4 separate regions of the Mus musculus genome follow, and all the other regions are linked to region 1. Evidence: chromatin contacts called from public Hi-C and HiChIP or PLAC-seq data. All regions are on one chromosome and are shown on one strand. Each heading gives the region's core, a stretch centred on a gene start, on an enhancer-like site or on the middle of the called end of the contact. The rest is flanking DNA. Distances are from core to core; before and after follow the strand shown. Region 1 holds the start of Rrm2 (ribonucleotide reductase M2). Region 2 overlaps Taf1b (TATA-box binding protein associated factor, RNA polymerase I, B). Region 3 overlaps Mboat2 (membrane bound O-acyltransferase domain containing 2). Region 4 overlaps Mboat2 (membrane bound O-acyltransferase domain containing 2).

What was found. A called contact is a pair of places that touch in the nucleus more often than the background predicts. HiChIP or PLAC-seq counts read pairs in DNA pulled down with a chosen protein or histone mark.
Region 2: a Hi-C map of epidermal suprabasal cells shows a contact between it and region 1, with 3 times the contacts expected there. The contact joins the enhancer-like site here to the promoter of Rrm2 in region 1. A contact is called at or near these places in 4 of 39 promoter capture datasets (the 3T3-L1 cell line, hippocampal neurons and liver), 2 of 484 Hi-C or Micro-C datasets (cerebral cortex and epidermal suprabasal cells) and 2 of 115 datasets of contacts at active chromatin or transcription factors (embryonic stem cells and memory CD8 T cells).
Region 3: a contact with region 1 is called in an H3K4me3 HiChIP or PLAC-seq map of fetal liver, with 3 times the contacts expected there. The contact joins the enhancer-like site here to the promoter of Rrm2 in region 1. A contact is called at or near these places in 7 of 39 promoter capture datasets (HPC-7-derived erythroid cells, frontonasal cranial neural crest, liver and 4 more), 4 of 15 datasets of contacts at CTCF or cohesin (the G1E-ER4 cell line, embryonic stem cells, liver and 1 more), 135 of 484 Hi-C or Micro-C datasets (the AML12 cell line, the AtT-20 cell line, B cells and 75 more), 37 of 115 datasets of contacts at active chromatin or transcription factors (the 230-238 cell line, DN3 thymocytes, the SCID.adh cell line and 22 more) and 5 of 9 other capture datasets (adipose tissue, embryonic stem cells, liver and 2 more).
Region 4: an H3K27ac HiChIP or PLAC-seq map of trophoblast stem cells shows a contact between it and region 1, with 2.8 times the contacts expected there. The contact joins the enhancer-like site here to the promoter of Rrm2 in region 1. A contact is called at or near these places in 5 of 39 promoter capture datasets (cranial neural crest, embryonic stem cells, hippocampal neurons and 2 more), 3 of 484 Hi-C or Micro-C datasets (macrophages, olfactory sensory neurons and ventricular fibroblasts), 4 of 115 datasets of contacts at active chromatin or transcription factors (embryonic stem cells, neural tube, stem cell-derived neural progenitor cells and 1 more) and 2 of 9 other capture datasets (adipose tissue and embryonic stem cells).

Annotation. Positions count from the first base shown.
Region 1 is chr12:24,706,810-24,709,509 of GRCm38.p6, forward strand. Rrm2 (ribonucleotide reductase M2) reads left to right here and starts at 1,445. Exons shown (of 10, transcript NM_009104.2): 1 at 1,445-1,636; 2 at 1,751-1,825; 3 at 2,130-2,276; 4 at 2,516-2,632. The coding sequence starts at 1,538.
Region 2 is chr12:24,535,314-24,538,013 of GRCm38.p6, forward strand. All of the region lies in intron 8 of Taf1b (TATA-box binding protein associated factor, RNA polymerase I, B), which reads left to right. Among named protein-coding and RNA genes, the nearest start is that of Grhl1, 36 kb to the right of the region's middle. Within about 2 kb of position 1,273, at least 42 of the 459 cell types and tissues checked have an H3K27ac peak or open chromatin away from gene starts, as enhancers often do. A contact at or near this core is called in epidermal suprabasal cells, where this site is marked.
Region 3 is chr12:24,929,681-24,932,380 of GRCm38.p6, forward strand. All of the region lies in intron 4 of Mboat2 (membrane bound O-acyltransferase domain containing 2), which reads left to right. Among named protein-coding and RNA genes, the nearest start is that of Kidins220, 44 kb to the right of the region's middle. Within about 2 kb of position 1,256, at least 25 of the 459 cell types and tissues checked have an H3K27ac peak or open chromatin away from gene starts, as enhancers often do. A contact at or near this core is called in cerebellum, erythroblasts, fetal liver and 4 more, where this site is marked.
Region 4 is chr12:24,858,165-24,860,864 of GRCm38.p6, forward strand. All of the region lies in intron 1 of Mboat2 (membrane bound O-acyltransferase domain containing 2), which reads left to right. Among named protein-coding and RNA genes, the nearest start is that of Mboat2, 28 kb to the left of the region's middle. Within about 2 kb of position 1,302, at least 8 of the 459 cell types and tissues checked have an H3K27ac peak or open chromatin away from gene starts, as enhancers often do. A contact at or near this core is called in trophoblast stem cells, where this site is marked.

The sequences.
Region 1 (2,700 bases), core at 195-2,694:
ATGCCTGCGGGGACTCGGTTTCCACATCTAAGGTCACCTGAAAGCGGACTTGCCCTTGAGTGACCGCAGCGCGCGCGGGCCGGTGGGGCTGGGAATCTTGAAGTTGAACCAACCAATCACAGAGCAGAGGTTAAAAACCGCGCCAGAAGCAAAAGCGCTCAGCTCCTGACAGGTCCCGGTACAGGGGAACCTAGGCGGGGCTGCCCACTAAGCTCAGCCTGCTTGGCGGGAGGAAGAGGCGTTTGGAGGAGGTTGTGAGCAGGGAGAAGAGAATGGCGGCGACCTTCTCCTTCCCTCAGTGGTCGAGTGTTATTTTAGTAGCCAGACCTCATTTGTACTGAGTACACCAGGAGCTAGAGGAGCCAAAGGCAAACCCCTCGGATAACGGAGGAATGGAATGTGAATTAGAAATTATATGTTAAAAAAAAGAACTGACAATTTTGCTAGAGGTGATTTAAAATATTTATCGATATGGCCCAGTTAGCTTAGCATGGAAGAAGTCCTGGGTTTTGTCCCCAGCATCAATAAATTGTGCAGCGGTGGATGCCGCCTGCTTTAACTTTGAGCTGCCACATGGTGTTCAGAGATTTTTTACAGCATCTACAGTGAGAGAACTTAGGACACAAGCAGAGGGGAGCCTCCCCTCGTCCTCTTTTAAAATATTTGACCTGGGAGAGTCAGTGGAGCCTTCCCAGGTTCCACGTTTTTCCCCGGGATCTCAGTGTCCCATCTCAGCGCTTTATCTCTGGTATCTTGGACCCCGTAGGGCAAATCAGAAAGATGGAAACTTGAGTTCTTGTCTCCACCCTCACCACAGGAATTTGCAGATTCGTCTTTAGACTACTGGACGCCCAGAGTCGTAAAATGAATGTATGACTCGTCACCATCCTGTGAGCTTCCTGGAATTTGTAATCGTCTGGCAGCTTTTAAACTAATTGGGACAGAGGGGACAGGGGTCTGACAGGAGGGGCAGGGTAGAAAAGGAACCCAAGGCTGCATCCGTACCCCTTCATGAGTTTGAAGACAGCTTTTTAGGGAACCCTAGTTTGAGGACCCCCTTAATCCCACAAGGCCGGTGCGATTGCTCGGGACCCCGAATCTCTTTAAGAAACCAGGGTCCCCCGCACCCCTCTACTTGGGACATGAAGACAGTCAAGGCGACGTGTCCCAGAGGCCAGCAGCGTCACTCCACCCTTGGCACCAACCTCAGCGGCAACGCCCGCCCGGCGACCCCCTGCGCGCTCAATCCCCAAGGCTCTCGCAATCCTAACCGGTTCCGGCCCCGCGAGCGCCCGCGCACCCGGCCGGCGCAGGCTCCTTAAAGGTCTTTGTGCGGAAGGCCTGCGGCGCAACTCAAATCTCCCGCGCTGGGCGGCGAGCGGGGTCAGCGGCGTCCAATGGGAGGCGAGGCCACGCCCCCTCGGAGCGCGCGGTTGGGTGGCTCTTTAAAGGGCGCGGGCGCTGGCAGTCGGCGGTGCACCGGATTCCAGCTGTTTTCGCCTGCTCCTCGCCGTCTCCGCCGCTGCCCTCGTTCGCCATGCTCTCCGTCCGCACCCCGCTCGCCACCATCGCTGACCAGCAGCAGCTGCAGTTGTCGCCGCTGAAGCGACTCACCCTGGCTGACAAGGAGAACACGGTGAGGGCGGCCCAGGTGCCGGCTGGGTTGGATGTGCACTGGCAGGTCGTGGGTTCCCGGACCCGGGAGGGTGGAGGGTGCCTACCGCCATTCACCACGCGTGTCCCCCTACAGCCCCCGACTCTCAGCAGCACCCGCGTCCTGGCCAGCAAAGCTGCGAGGAGAATCTTCCAGGACTCCGCCGAGCTGGTGAGTGGCCCGTGTGGGGCTGAGGTGGGTCGCTTAGGCTCCCAGTAGAGGGCGCCCGCTCGTTGGCGCTAAATCTGCATTGTCCCAGCTGAATTATTTGACTCTTCTTTCCCGCCAAAGTGTCTCCTCAGAATGTCCTACTCGGGTCGGCCTATGGTAATAGTAGAGTGCAGCGTGACAGCTAAGCACACGAGATTACCAATCGTTGAAAGTACTCGATCTGATGAGACACTGGCTAGCAGTTTCCTGCGGTTCGGTTGGCATTTGGGGGTTGGTTCACTTGGCACTCTCTCTCATCCAACAGGAAAGTAAAGCGCCTACTAACCCCAGCGTTGAGGATGAGCCGTTACTGAGAGAAAACCCCCGCCGCTTCGTTGTCTTTCCCATCGAGTACCATGATATCTGGCAGATGTACAAGAAAGCCGAGGCCTCCTTTTGGACTGCCGAGGAGGTAATCGTTCAGGACTTGCTGTGTGTCAGAAGGCTCCCGCATGGCCGTCACAACTTTTTGCCCTTGGGAATGGTAGCTCACTGAGATATTGGGTGTTCCCTGAAACAAAGGGAATAATGGATGTGAAGAATTCGGTAATGAGATGGTTTGGGGGACTTCAGTTTTAAAGTGTGTGTGTATGAGAGAGAGAAAGAGAGAGAGACCTACAGACCTGCTAATCGTGAACTTCTAAACTTCAGGTGGACCTTTCCAAGGATATTCAGCACTGGGAAGCTCTGAAACCCGATGAGAGACATTTTATATCTCACGTTCTGGCTTTCTTTGCAGCGAGTGATGGCATAGTCAATGAGAACTTGGTGAGTTGGCATGAAATACCCATAATTCACTTAGATCCAGAACTGGTTCCTGGCTCTCTATCTTTTGC
Region 2 (2,700 bases), core at 23-2,522, 170 kb before region 1:
CAGGCTCAGTTGTGTGGTTGATTAAATGATGAGAGATGGATATGAAACAAAGTATATTTAAACACTACTTTTGGGAGAGTTCAAATTGATTTGCTCAAGTTTTTGTTTTTCCACACAAACCAGAAATTTCTAGACTGCTTCTGATGTAATCATTGTGTGATATACCAGAAGTTAAACCATTAAATAGTATTATTTAGTTAAAAAAAAGAATTCCATTAAGTTTGGTTAGGAAATACCTTTGGGATATAGCCTCCATTTATAAGCTGGTGTATTTAACAGTAAGAATCCTGGGCGTGTCAGTATCATTGTGAGATAAATCATCTTATCAGGTAGTGTGTTCTCCTCACCAGCAGTGCTCAAAAAGGGCGTCTCTGGGGGGACATTTATATTGCTTTTGGGAGAGCCATACCTCCCTGCCAAATGAAACTGGTGATTTCATGTGGATTACCTGTGATTTAGTTTGATCCTGACCTACTACACCCTAGTACCCAGCATGCTCAGCCCAAGGTTCTCCTCCCTGCACTACCTAGGGAAGAGAGTAGAAACTTGCTTTGCACTTGATATCAGCAGGCATGAATCTGCTGCAAACAGTAGTCACTCAGCTCTTCCAGAGTCAGTCCCAAGAGGGTACCACCTGCTCTGCTGGACACCAGTTCTCAGTTTCTTATAGTATGAGGCTGTGACATTGGAATACAGGTCCAACAACAGTCAGCGCGGTCCAGAGGCTGTCCCCAAGTCACCAGCTTCTGCCATGGCAAGTCCTCCTTGGTCCTTAGCTCCTAATTTGAATTTGCTCACAGGGCTTAGATCTGCCTGTACAAATGTTTCTGAAAAGCTCTCGCCCACCCCTCCACCCCTCCCTGGGGTGGACCCAGGCTGTACTCCGTATATGTATCGCATTCGCCACCATGACCCGATGAACATAGGAAGTACCTTTTGTTACTACACAGTAAATGTGTAACCATTAAGATAATTCTAGCAGTATAAAATTGGCTGGTGAGCTCTTTTATGAATCATAATATATGTGCAATTCATTTTATCCTTTCTCTATAAAGAATACATTACAGTGCTTTGCCTTTTATTGTGATAATGTTACTCCTTGTCAGTTTTCTTGGGACAAAAGTCTTGTAATAAATTTATATTCACAGGTGCATCCAGAGCCCGCCAGCGTCTTCTTAGCTGAATTTTAGCTTCATAACAACAGTAGGCAGGGTGTGGCCTGCACCTCTTTAATAGCCGAGCAGGAAGTCAGCTCTGACGGGGTATTGTAATCTGCTTTATCACAGGAGCCTGATGTTGTGTAACAGAAACTCCAGCTTGTCCTCGCCTGTCCTAAAGCATTGCTTCATGAAGGGAAATAAACTCACTGGAATATTTGTGAAATTCAATTAAAATGCTTTCCCAAGCACTGTTTTAAAATGCATGCTGGAACAATTTATTATAGCCTTGTGGTCTTTTACAAAACATATTAATTGAGTGATTTCTTCAGTTGTAATTAAGTGGATCTGTGCTATTCTAGAAGTCCTGTGTCACATCTGTATAGGGTGGAGGAGTGGCCTTTATTTCTCCAGGAGAAGGGAGATCTGGCTGCTTTGGACTTAATGGACGGGCTGCTTTCCTTCCCCGTGTGCTCTGCCTTTGCTCACAAAAGTGCATTCACTCCACTAGAGTGTGTTGAAACTTTTCAATGGAAATGGCTTTTCACTAACAAAGGAAGCATTTTCTCCCCCTTCCCATGTCTTAGCTCTCCCCACAAAGTCTTGGCTTCTCCAGCAGCTGTACCTCCACCAGCAGTGACAAAAGGTGCGATTGTGCTCAGAGATGGCCATGAAGATAATGTCACTGGAGTTTGTGTGGGCTCCTGGGGACTGTTTTTCTTCTGTGTTTTGTTCTATTTTTGTTATTTCAGAAGGTTTAGCACGCCTTAAGAAAACCAAGAACACTCCCCCCCCCCAAAAGGCTTTAGAAATCCTTTTTAAATCTTTATCTGATGGGAACTGCTTCCTTCCATTAGATGTTCTATTAGCTCTGAGGGAGGAGCCTCTGCCAAGGAACAGTAGGTTTGAAGAAATCCACCTAGATGTAGGAATGAAGTGGGATCCTGAGAGTGGTGAGTGGGTTGCTTTCTTGCAGGCAGGCCAAGAGAGTTTCAGTGTCTGACTTGAGGGCAGCAGACAGTGTGCATATTAAGCTTCGTTACCTCCCTTCATCTTCTTTTCCAAGTTGTGACTCCAGCTCCAAGCTGGCAGCCTTCAAGCTGTGTCTATTTACTTAATTAACTTGAAGATAACTTGTCTACATCTTTCTTGGTTCGTTTTTCACTTAAAGTTCTGGGCAGTGGTGCTGATTCTGAAGCACCATTTGCTTCTAGCAAAAATCTTTCAGGTTTTCTGATAGTTAGGCTGAATACCTAATCTCCTTTGGAGCACTCTGTCCACCCGACAGTCAAGCTGTCAGTGGAACCAAATCATAGGACCTAGCCACACTGGTCTCCACTAGATACAGTTCAGCTGATGAATGGCCTACCTTTTGGGCCATGATTCTTTCGTATATTTATAAATAGACACTAATAGACTAATAGACAGCCATAGTCCTTCGCAGTCATTCTAAAGCTTCCTCTCAAGATTCAGCCATCTCGACATTGCTCACTAGACTCAGCAAGTGTGGATAAAGAAGCCACCAGAAAGTCCTTCTGAAATA
Region 3 (2,700 bases), core at 6-2,505, 220 kb after region 1:
TATGTGTGTATGAGCATGTGTGTGTATGTGTGTTGTGTGTGTGTGTTGTGTATATGTGTGTTTTGTGTGTGTATGAGCATGTGTGTGTATGTGTGTTGTGTGTGTGTATGTGTGTATATGTATGTGTGTGTATGTGTGTTGTGTGTCTGTATGAGCACATGTGTGTATGTGTGTGTATATGTGTGTGTATGAGCACATGTGTGTATGTGTGTGTATATGTGTGTTGTGTGTATATGTGTGTGTGTTGTGTGTGTGTACGAGCACATGTGTGTATGTGTGTGTATGTGTGTGTGTGTGAGTGTGTGTATGTCTGTGCACACCTGTGTATCTCTTGGTCCTGGCAGGAAGCATCTTCAGAAACAACACTTCCCATTTGGTTATTGTGCCCCTTCAACACCTTGTGCCTGAAGCAGTCTTCATATTTGGTAGGTGACGGTGTGACTGCATGACTGTGAGAGAGGTTCAGCTTTTGGAGGGCTGTGCTGTGTCTCAGGTGCTGTGTAAGGGACTGGCGATGTTACTTTATTTAATCCACATGGTTGTCACTATCCTTTCCACATTAGAGTCAGTACCTGCCTTGAGAAATATTAAAGAGTTCCCCCTTCCACTGCCACGGTAGAGGGCAGTCAGGATTTATGGGTTTGAAATTTTTAATTATGTTCTGTTAATTTGTGTGTGTGTGTGCACATGTTCGTGTGTGCATACATGTGCATGAACGTTAGAGAAGTACAGATTACAGATGGCAGGAGTCAGTTCTCTCCTCCTCCATGTGGGACCTGGGAACCAAACTCAGGGCATTAGACTTGGTGGCAGATTAACCACTGAGCCAAGTTGCTGGCCCATTTTGTGAATTTTGCTCCATATAGCCAGCTGGCTTGTTCCCCATGTTCCAATCCATTGTCTAATCAGCATCTTGCATAAAACACACTCAGTGTAGACTCCTGGATCTCTCACCTGTTGCTCTGGTGTCCCTTACCCTTGTCAGGAACCTTGGTAGCATCTGGTCTGAAACCCTGCCTCAGCTACACCAAATTGTCATCAAAACCCCCGCTGGCTTTAGAACACACCTGGGACTCGCTGCAGGTGGCTTGTTTTGGTCCTGCACTCCCCTGTCCACCTCCCCTGTCAACCTCCCTGCCCACCTCCTCTGTCTACCTCCCCTGCTCCCTTATCTCCACTTCTGCACCTTATGGTCTTTGCTCAGTCTTTTCACTGAGTGAGAAGAGTTCCCACTGAAACCCAGTCATCCTTATCTCTTGGTGGAAGGCACAGCCCTGAGAAGCCTGCCTCTGCCCTGTCCCCTCCTCACACTAGTCTCCTTGCTGCTCTTCCAAGGCCAGTCACACTTTCTTCTCCAGGCTGTGACCTTGGCTTCCTTTCCTCCTGGAATGCCCTTACCCCAGGCCGTCGAGCAGCCGAATCTCCATTCACATGTCACTTTGGGGTGCTGTTACCTCTCATCTGTGTTTCCCATCCCTCTCTCTGTTGTCTTGTGCAGCACTTGCAGATTGTATATCTACCTGGTCATCATTCTCTAGTCCTGTGGCAGCAAGAATGTGTGGTTCATTGTGTCTCTGGTGAAGTCAAAGCTTGGTGCTTTGTGGCTGTTAATTAAGTGTTCTGTTTCTGAGCGGGAGAGTAAGTAAATCAATGGTGACTCAGACTGGCCTGAGCTCTCACCCCAGTGCATTTGGTGTTGGGCAGGTGGGGCTTGTTTCATCTCCATCTTTATCTTATAGATAAAGAACACTTGTTTGCATAAAGGGGATTTGAGTGCAGGGACATAACAGCTTGCCTTTGTTGTTAGGTAACATGGCCTGGTAGCAAGTGGGTGCTTGTAGTTACTTGGGCATTAATACACAAGCATCATTGGAGTTCAGACATCTCTGAGAGATAGCAAGACAGTGCTAAAAGTATTCCTTTATCTTAAACCTCCCTTTTCTTGTAGTGTCGACTACAGTTGAGAATTTGGGACCAAATTATTCTATTCTGCTCTCATTCTTTGTAGAGAAATGTATAATATAATAATAATAATTATTATTACTATTATTATTGTTATTGTTATTATTATTGTAAATGTTCTCATCATTTTTTATATCAGAAAATATAGAGGGTTGTGTGTGTTGCTTTGTTCTTTTGTTTTTTAATGTTTTAGTTCAGGGGATGGAGATGTCTCAGAGTCTAAGAGTGCTTGCTGCTTTGCAGAGGACCCAGGTTCAATTCCTAACATCTACATGGTGGCACACAACCATCTGTAACTTCGTGACACCCCCTTCTAGTCTTTACAGGCACTGCATGCACATGGTACACATACACACATACAGACACTCATATGTGCAAGATAAAAATAAGTTTAAAATTTTCCTTCATTGAAAGGAGTATCTTTGTGTTAACCGAAGCTGTTCCAATGACCAGAGTCGTGGAAGTCTCTTTCCTGCGTCCCCAGTTGTCTTTCACGGAGACAGTGATGTTGTCACAGAGAAGATAGAGCAGGTCTCATCCAGGCCCTGACCCCTCCTTTGGAGTCCGGAGACTGCTTCCCTGCCTGCTCTAGAACAGATGGGAGGCTCTTTGCCCTGCCCAGCAGGCTATGCCAAATTCTTCGACAGGGGAAGGGATTAGGTATCAGGGAGTGCCCTTCTGTCAATAAGGATAGAGTGAAAGCACCATGTCCGTCTCAGTAACTGCTCTGAAACTGAT
Region 4 (2,700 bases), core at 52-2,551, 150 kb after region 1:
TCCTCTTTCTGACTCCTTAGGCTCCATTTGCTCTCCCTTTCTCTGACCCTGGGACTGTTAGCTGTCCTGGAACTACCTCTGTAGACCTGACTGGCCTTGAACTCAGAGATCTGCCTGCCTCTGCCTCCCAAGTGCTGGGCTTAAAGGCGTGCGCCACCATACCCAGCAGCTGTCTGTCTTGATAGCTCACATCTTGGTAATGAAGATGGGAGACTATAAGATTAATTGACTCCACAATAGAAATTAAGAAAACACTTGGCTGCTACGCAAAACTCTAACCACTGATAACTTTGGCTTGCCATAGACGCTGACATTCTACTGTTTAGAAAATAGAATTTTAAGTTAGCATTAGAGGACTTCGTGTCCTTCCTGCTGACTCACCTTACTCTATGTACTGGTGCACTCTCCCTTTCTGGGGAGTTGGTTTTTAGTTCACTATTTTTCAAGAGAAAACTACAACTGAGGTGTGTGGTGTGTTTTGAGATGGTAATGGAAGCCACTCCCACACTCAGGCTGAAGGTGAGCCTTAGGCTTCCATCCCTTTGATTCTAGGGCAAGTGGCTTTTGAAATAGTGGGACTGTCATCTTGCTTTCTTTGTAGTCTCAGTCACAAATGTGCGCACAGACAGGTCAGACTTGAGATACATATTCATGGTCGTACAGCAGATTTCCAGACCCTCTCCTCTCACAAAAGTGGAATGGACCTTTACATGGCTTATTTCCTTGGTTCTTAGCCCCCCTTTAAGCCCCCTTCTGTGGATTCAACTGCCGTAAATACCAGCTGTCACCTGGGTCTGGGAACCCCACAGTTTTGTCTGCTTTTTGTGCTGAAGACCAAAGCTAGGCAAGTAAGAGGCCACTTAAGGGACTTGTTTTATCTATCCATTGATTGGGACATGATGTGTTTTTGGCTGTCCTAAAACTAGCTACTTAGATCAGGCTGGCCTTGAATGCACAGATATCTGCCTGCTTCTGCCTTCTTAGTGATGGGATTAAAGGCGGATGTCACCACCCACCATAGACTTGCGTGTCTAATGCCGCAGCTCAGGGCTGGTGGGGTGGGTGGTGGTGGAGGGTAGGAAGGGGAGATGGATGGGTGGATGAAAAGTATACAGGAGGGAAGCCTCCCAGAGACTGTTACTTGCTAGATAGGGGCGTGGCTTCTAGTTTTTCCAGTCACAGCCTTTAAGATCAGACTCCAGATATGCACCAATCACAAGTTGTCCTGACCTGGATGACTCGAGCAGGTAAGAGTGATAGGTTCCCAAGGTTTATTATGGCTGAAGCCAAATTCTGTCAGGGCTGGTGCAAGCTGCCAGCGCAGCTGTGACTGGAGCCACGCCTCCGGAAGCAGGAATCACATGCCGCGGTAGTTGCAGCTGGAGTAGAATGTCCTCAGGTCATATGAAGTGTTCAAAGCAGCTGGGTTGCCATGACAGTCTGGCTAGTCGTTCACCAAGTAGCTTGTTTAATTGACAGTTCTCAAGTCATCTGAGCACAAGAGAAGAGTGCCAGCTATCTCTCAAATGTCAAAGAACTCATCCTTGTCTCTGGTCATTGAAGAGGGAAAAACCTTGCAGGGTGTGGACAGCAAAGGCCCAACACTCTCAGTAGCACTTAGCAATGCTTAGCCTCAGGGAGGGGGGCCTCCTCTGCCTCACCAAGGTGACTGAGGGAATCAGCGTGTTCTTCCCTCACATCTTCAGAACCCATTGAAATAGTACCAGTTTTCCCACCAAGGCCCCATCAGCATCAAGTTCTAGTTCACATTTAGGGCTTGTTTTTATTTTCTTTGCAGATCTCAGATTCCACAAGCACAGATAGGAGTCCCTGCTCACATATAGTGAAGCCCATGGTGGAGAGACAATATCCGGCCAGAGGTAGCTCTGTCAGAGAGCTGGAGCAAGGGTCTGTGCTTATGGCCCCATAGATGTCCCGAGTGGGGTACATTAGGTACTTGTGGACCAACTGTGATATAATGGATGGTACTTACATGTGACACTCCTACTGTGTGGATCCCAGCAGTAGCATCTTTTAGAACAGCAATTCTCACATATCAGATATCCTGCATATGGTTCATAACAGTAGCAAAATTACAGTTATGAAATTAGCGATGGGAATAATTTTATGGCTGGGGGTTGCCAGGACATGAGGAACTGTATTAGAAGCCCATAGCCTTAGGAAGGTTGAGAGCCACTGTCTTAGAAGGACTGCTTTTTCCTAGGAACATGAGGTTGTATGTGGAGGGTGATCTCTACCAAAGCAAAATGTTTGCAAACTTGACCACTTTAACTTTTATTGGTACAGGTTTTCTCGAATTGCATCTTAAAACAGAGCTTGTTTTCTGTGGTTGATAATTACTGGTTTTGACTACTTAATTATGGCGCTTCTCATCAGCTGTGCAGGATGGTTTAAAGCTCACCTTGGCATTGGTGCCTCTGGGTGTGAGTCTGTAGTCTGGGATGCAGATGGGCTTCCATCTGTGCCTTTCACCTCCGTGCTGCAGCAGACGGCACTGTTAGAAGTCTGCCGGGTGCGGAGGGCGGCAGCTCTATGCCTTTAGCCTTCTCGGGGAACCTTACTTGGGAGGGTCTGTGGTGACCACCCTGGAAACTGTGTCGATTGGTTGCCATCCCTCTGCCACATGTTGCTGTATAATTTGGAAGTCAAATGTTTGTGATTTATAAGAACTGTTGAGCT